Regions from separate parts of the Mus musculus genome. Here region 2 is linked to region 1. A link is a contact called in public promoter capture Hi-C data. All regions are on one chromosome and are shown on one strand. The core of a region is the stretch at or near the end of the contact, and the rest is flanking DNA. Distances in the headings are between cores, read along the strand shown. Region 1 overlaps Fndc3b (fibronectin type III domain containing 3B). Region 2 overlaps Pld1 (phospholipase D1).

The links. Capture Hi-C pulls out chosen DNA fragments and counts their contacts.
Region 2: a contact with region 1 is called in a promoter capture Hi-C map of pancreatic islet. The contact joins two enhancer-like sites. A contact is called at or near these places in 4 of 39 promoter capture datasets (the 3T3-L1 cell line, hippocampal neurons and liver), 1 of 15 datasets of contacts at CTCF or cohesin (the NIH/3T3 cell line), 10 of 484 Hi-C or Micro-C datasets (3T3-L1-derived adipocytes, the N1E-115 cell line, cortical neurons and 5 more), 8 of 115 datasets of contacts at active chromatin or transcription factors (astrocytes, bone marrow-derived macrophages, embryonic limb bud and 5 more) and 3 of 9 other capture datasets (adipose tissue, macrophages and pancreatic islet).

What each region holds. Positions count from the first base shown.
Region 1 is chr3:27,697,409-27,700,108 of GRCm38.p6, reverse strand. All of the region lies in intron 1 of Fndc3b (fibronectin type III domain containing 3B), which reads left to right. Among named protein-coding and RNA genes, the nearest start is that of Fndc3b, 12 kb to the left of the region's middle. Within about 2 kb of position 1,303, at least 21 of the 459 cell types and tissues checked have an H3K27ac peak or open chromatin away from gene starts, as enhancers often do. A contact at or near this core is called in pancreatic islet, where this site is marked.
Region 2 is chr3:27,976,811-27,979,558 of GRCm38.p6, reverse strand. The region is part of intron 2 of Pld1 (phospholipase D1); the gene reads right to left. Among named protein-coding and RNA genes, the nearest start is that of Pld1, 40 kb to the right of the region's middle. Within about 2 kb of position 1,333, at least 34 of the 459 cell types and tissues checked have an H3K27ac peak or open chromatin away from gene starts, as enhancers often do. A contact at or near this core is called in pancreatic islet, where this site is marked.

The sequences.
Region 1 (2,700 bases), core at 54-2,553:
AAGGGAAAATGTCCAGTTCTTTGGCCATGATCAGTGCGTTCCAGTGCTATCATGTTAGATAGGTTATCGTTTTCTCAAGTTTGAACATCTACAACTTTCCACAGCATGTCCTCTTCAGGGTTGTTGATTGTTGGACTTCTGCGTCTTGGGAAACTCAGATTGTCTCATTGTCTCTCTGGACTATAGGGGTGACTGCTGATTTAAATTGGGTTTTCCCTTCCCTTCCCTCCTCCCCTCCCTTCTTTCCTTGGTGATGCTGAGATGGTACCCAGGGCCTATGTGCTATGTGTAAGCACTTAACCTGAGGCAGGGTCCTCGTGTTGACCACTGCATTCCCAGGTTGAGCTGGGATGCTTCTTTGAAGAATCTTGCTAATTATAGACATTTTGAGTTCCTATCGTTGTGTTGATTTTTTTTTAACTCAAGGAAATAAACACTTATTTGTTCATCTATTACTATTTTAGAAAAATCAAAGTTCTCAAAAAGGTTTGTGGACTTTCCCCAACTCAGATTGCTGATTTAGAAAATTTCTGTTTGCTAAAAATGTGGCCTTTGATTAAAAAGTTTTTTCTTGTAACTGGACCCAGTTCAGAAATTGTAACCATATATTACATATATGTATATGTATATGTATATACACACATGCATATATATACGCACACATACATACACATCATATAATATATACACATATATGTAATATAACTTATGTAATATACACATGTATATACATATTACATAATATATGTGTGTGCTATTATTATATATATTTTAAATCAAGGTTTGTCATATGGCCCAAGATGGCTTAGAACTTGCTTTATGGCCTAGGGTAATTTCAGACTCTTGATGCTTCTGCTTCAGCCTCTGGCCTCTGAGGTGTTGGGATGGCAGGCATGTAATCCCACCAAAGCAATCATACCTGGTTCCACGTTTATTATTTCGCATGTTTCACTGGGCTTGGAACAGTGTGTATTTGTGTTCCCAGGGAGCAGAATATTAAGGCCAAGCAAAACTGAAGGCCTCTCATGTGCTCAACTTGTCTATTGCCCAGAAACCTAAAATTTATAGTTTTGGTATAATAAAATAATACTATTCTGAAGCTCTCCCAAGAGGGAGCTGTTTTTCCTGGGTTGTTTTCTGCACTACCCACTTAAGTTTAGGAAGGGAGAATGAGGAGGACAGAAGTAGGCTTCCCAGAAAGCCATCTGTGAGACACCGGAGCGTGGGAGGATGGAGGTAGTTCCTTAGAGAGGCGCTGGTGAAGCGGCACAGTGTGCAGACATGTCGCGTGCTACCCCAGAGAGACTCTTCACTCTCATGAAGGTCACCTCTGTGTCTTTGAGTTGAGCTGCTTTGTGGAGTGAGATGCTGCACCCCTAATTTGCACCTGGAAAAGCAAACACATTCCAATTACTGACCTGTCTCTGTTTTCACAGTGAACTGTGTGGTGATGTTGGTTATACCAAAGCAGCCAGAGGTCTGGGACATACAGGACTCCTTATTGCTGGAGAGAGGCTCCTGCAGTTAATTAAAGGTGACCTCAAGATTCAGAGGAGCCTGGAGCCTGGACCTTCCTGGACAGCCAAGGCTAAACCTGGCAAGCTGGCAGCCTTAAATGCTTCCTTTGTTAGAAGTACTTAGCTCTGTACTCCATCTTTAGAAAGTGAGTTCATGGGAGGTGAGTTGAGGACAGAGTCTGTAGTGAGGCCTTGCTGGGTTCTGTCCTTGTAAAGTTTGTGTGGACAAAAAGCCCGTGTGGATGCTGTAAGGATCACCACCCAAGGATCATTTGTGTTCCTGCACAGGGACCTGGTCACAGTGCAGAAGGACATGGGTGCGAGTGGTTAAGATCCCTTTCCTGTGTGGATGTGTATGACACAGGCAGCACCCCACAGAAGTGGTCTCTAATGCTCTGATGTCATTGGTCCCCTCCTCAGAGGGAGCTTGTCTTAGCTGCCAGGCTGGCCTGGTTGGTTGTACATCCTTCATGACAACGGGAAGAAAGGTTAATGTGTAAGAGTGTTTCGTTTGTATCAAGTTGTTTTCCACACAAGATGTAAAGAAAAGAAATATATTTCAACTCCAGGAGTAGAGTGTTTCATTTGTGAATGTGTGTATGCACACATATATATCTGGGGTGGAGGCCACTGTCTGCTTTATTCTCTTAAGACAGGGACCCTCCCTGAACCCGGAGCTGGCTTGGCAGCCACAAACACAACAGTCCTCCTGTCCCACCTCCCATTGTGCTGTGGTTACAGGAGCCTGTGGCCGCAGCAGGCTTTTAGGTGGATCTGGGGATTTGAACTCTGATCCTGATGCTTGCATGAAGCACTCCTACCCCTGAGCCTTCTCTTCAGTTCCTTTTGTCTGTTTGTGTTTAGTCACTTGGGCTTGTTTCTCAAATGCTTTACCACTATCACCTACAAGTGAAGATTTAATTAATTAATTTTGGGTAAGAGACACCAAAATTTGCTTGCGTGTCTCCCCCCCACCCCCACCTTCTCCCCGCCTCCCACCTTGTTTTGAACTAAGGCTGGCTATATAGTCCTCTGTAGGACTGTAGGACAGCCACAGAGCGGACCAGGGGCTTCAAGTTCACAGTGATCCTCTTGATCCTTCAGTGCTGAGATTACAGGTGCACACCACAGAACTCTGCCCTCTACACTCATATTTGAGGAAATTATGATGAAGTCATAGTCT
Region 2 (2,748 bases), core at 84-2,583, 280 kb before region 1:
CAAACTCTGCCACCTGTCCTCTACCCTCTATACACATGGTAGCAGACACACACACATACATACAATGTTGGATGAATGAATGTAAAAGTAAATAAGGGTAAGCACTCACCACACAAGCATGAAGATGGGAGTTAGCATCCCCAGAACTCCAGATGCAGTAGTGCACATCTGCAATCCCAATGCTCTCGGGGAGGGGCATGGGAAGACGGGTATAGTCAGGAAAATCCCTAGACATCTGGGCCACCTAGCCAGCCTGGCATACACAGAGGTGAAAAACAAGAAACTGCCATCTCAAACAAGGTGGAAGGTGAGGATAACAACCAAGATTCTCCCCCTGGTGTCCACACAGGTGAATGTCTACACTCACACACATGCACATTTGCATGCACATCCAGCTCATACCACATACAATCCTACAGATAGAAAAAGATAAAATAATATGTAAATTAAAGTTTAAGGTCATCCTTAGCTAAATACTAAGTTCAAAGAGGTTAGCCCGAGTTACATGAGACTCTGCATTAAAAATAAAAAATTAATATTAAAAAAGAAAGAGGAAGTCATAAGACGTTTCTTAGGAATGGCATTCAGAAAAGGAGACCCAGGGAGAGATGGTGATTCATTGTGTAAAGGTGCTTGCCTGGAAGCCTGGTGGTCTGAGCTCAATCCTCAGGACCCATGAAAAGATGGATGGACAGAACTAACACCACACAGTTGTCCTCAGACCTCCATATGTATGCCATGGTGTGGTTTCCCCACAATAATAAAATAGAAAGCAAATATGGTTTTCACTATGCTATGACTTGGATTTGGTTGCAGAGTTCAAAACCAGATTCATCCCTCCACTGATACAAGCAATGTCCTTCCTCATGTACCTGATCCTCAGTGACTCAGACTTGAAGGCAGGCAACTCAACTTCTGCTTGGACCTCAGCAGAAGCTGCCCTGTAAAACAATATCTTCTCTGACCCCCACGCTGAGCCAGACCCTGTTGGCTTGAGGTAACTGTTACCCACACAGTGGATCCTCAGCCATGAGTCCAGGAGTGTCCACCCTCGTCACCACTCCAGTCACAGCCCAGTGAGGGTAGAGCTTAGTGACCACCCCACCCTCTCCGCAGGCTCTATTCACAGTCACAGCCCTTCTGGTTGTCAACGTGTGAATTATGAGGTTTACAGTATACACCTGTTTAATTTTCCATCACTCATAACCCAAACAGAAGCCTCTGCTAAAGCAATTAGTTTGGAATTAGAGGGACGAGCTAACATGGGGCTTTGTCCTCTGCCCTCCATGCCTGCCAACTGGCATTGGTTATTTGATCTGTGACTCGTGTTGCCAGGATGACCGGAAAGGACAATGGTACTCATTGTTGCTATGTCTACCCCGGTCTACAGCAGCTGTCAGGGTTCCTCCTGTGTGGTGAGTTTATTTTGCTTCTCTCACTTTTATAGGCTTATTTCCTTAACTTCTGCAAATTACTTTGAAATCTAGTCTAACCCCTGAAAACGTAACCTCATTTTGAGAATTTACACCACACAATTGAAAGTACATGTGTCTAAAACTCTCTAAAGTATATATTCAGTGTTTTAAAAGCTATGTTGTATTTTTACTCTATGTGTATGTGCACATGTTTGAATGCGCTTGTGTGTGCCAATGGCAGAGGAGGCTGGAAGAGCCGGTCAGATCCTCTGGAACTGGAGTTACAAGTGGCTGTGAGCTGCCATGAGGGTGTTGGGAACCCAGCTCTGGTTGTCTGAGAGAACAGCAAGTGTTCTCTCTCCAGCCTGTTTAAGATCTCTACATCATTGTGGTTTTACACAAAACAGTATAAATTCCAAGCAAATTCTGTCTCAAGTTGGACTGCCTAACAAGTCATTCAGTCCACAGGCTGCTCACCTTCAATTATGTGTCCTTTTTTTTTTCAATCATGATAATTTAGCTTTAATTATAGAGAAATTTATGAGTTAAAAAAAAAAGTTGAAGCAGCTTAGGGATGTAGCTCATTTGTAGGATCCTTACAAACCTTGCACAAAGCGCCAGCCTTGATCACCATGTCCCAAAAACTCATCTTGGTGGAACGTATCTCTCATCCTAGCACTTTGGAGGTGGAGGGAGGAGAATAAGAGATTCAAGGTCACGCTCAGCTACATCCCTGGACTTCTGGACCAGAAGAGTTGTACTGTCCTGCTGCTGACCTGAATGCTGCAGGCAACCCCACCCCCCCACCCCCACCCCCCTCCGTGTGGCTATACAGGAAGGAAGAAAGTGTAACTCCCAGGTCCACTCAATGGAAGAAGGAACTCAATGGGCAACAAGCCCAGAATAATTTCCCTTCTCACCTAGAAAATTTCCTTCCTTCCCTACAGGATTTAAGTATGGGATTCCCGTGTCCCTCAGTGCTTCCTTTGCTGTAATTAGACACCATTACCAAGGCAACTTAGAGAAGAAAGAGGTTCTTAGGGGCGTGCAGTTCCAGGAGGTCAGGCAGCATGACAGCAGACAGGCGGGCATGGTGTTGGAGCAGTTTACATCTTGATCCACAAGCATAAGGCAGAGAGATGGCTGGGAAGGACACGGATTCTTGAAATCTTAAAGCTCACTCCAGTGACATACGTCCTCCGCCAAGGCCATGCCTCCCAATCCTTCCCTAACAGTTCCACCAACCGGAGACCTAGTTTCAAACACATGAGCCTATGGAAGTCATTCTCAATTAACCCTCTGCACCAAGTAACAGATAACCCACAATTTGTCA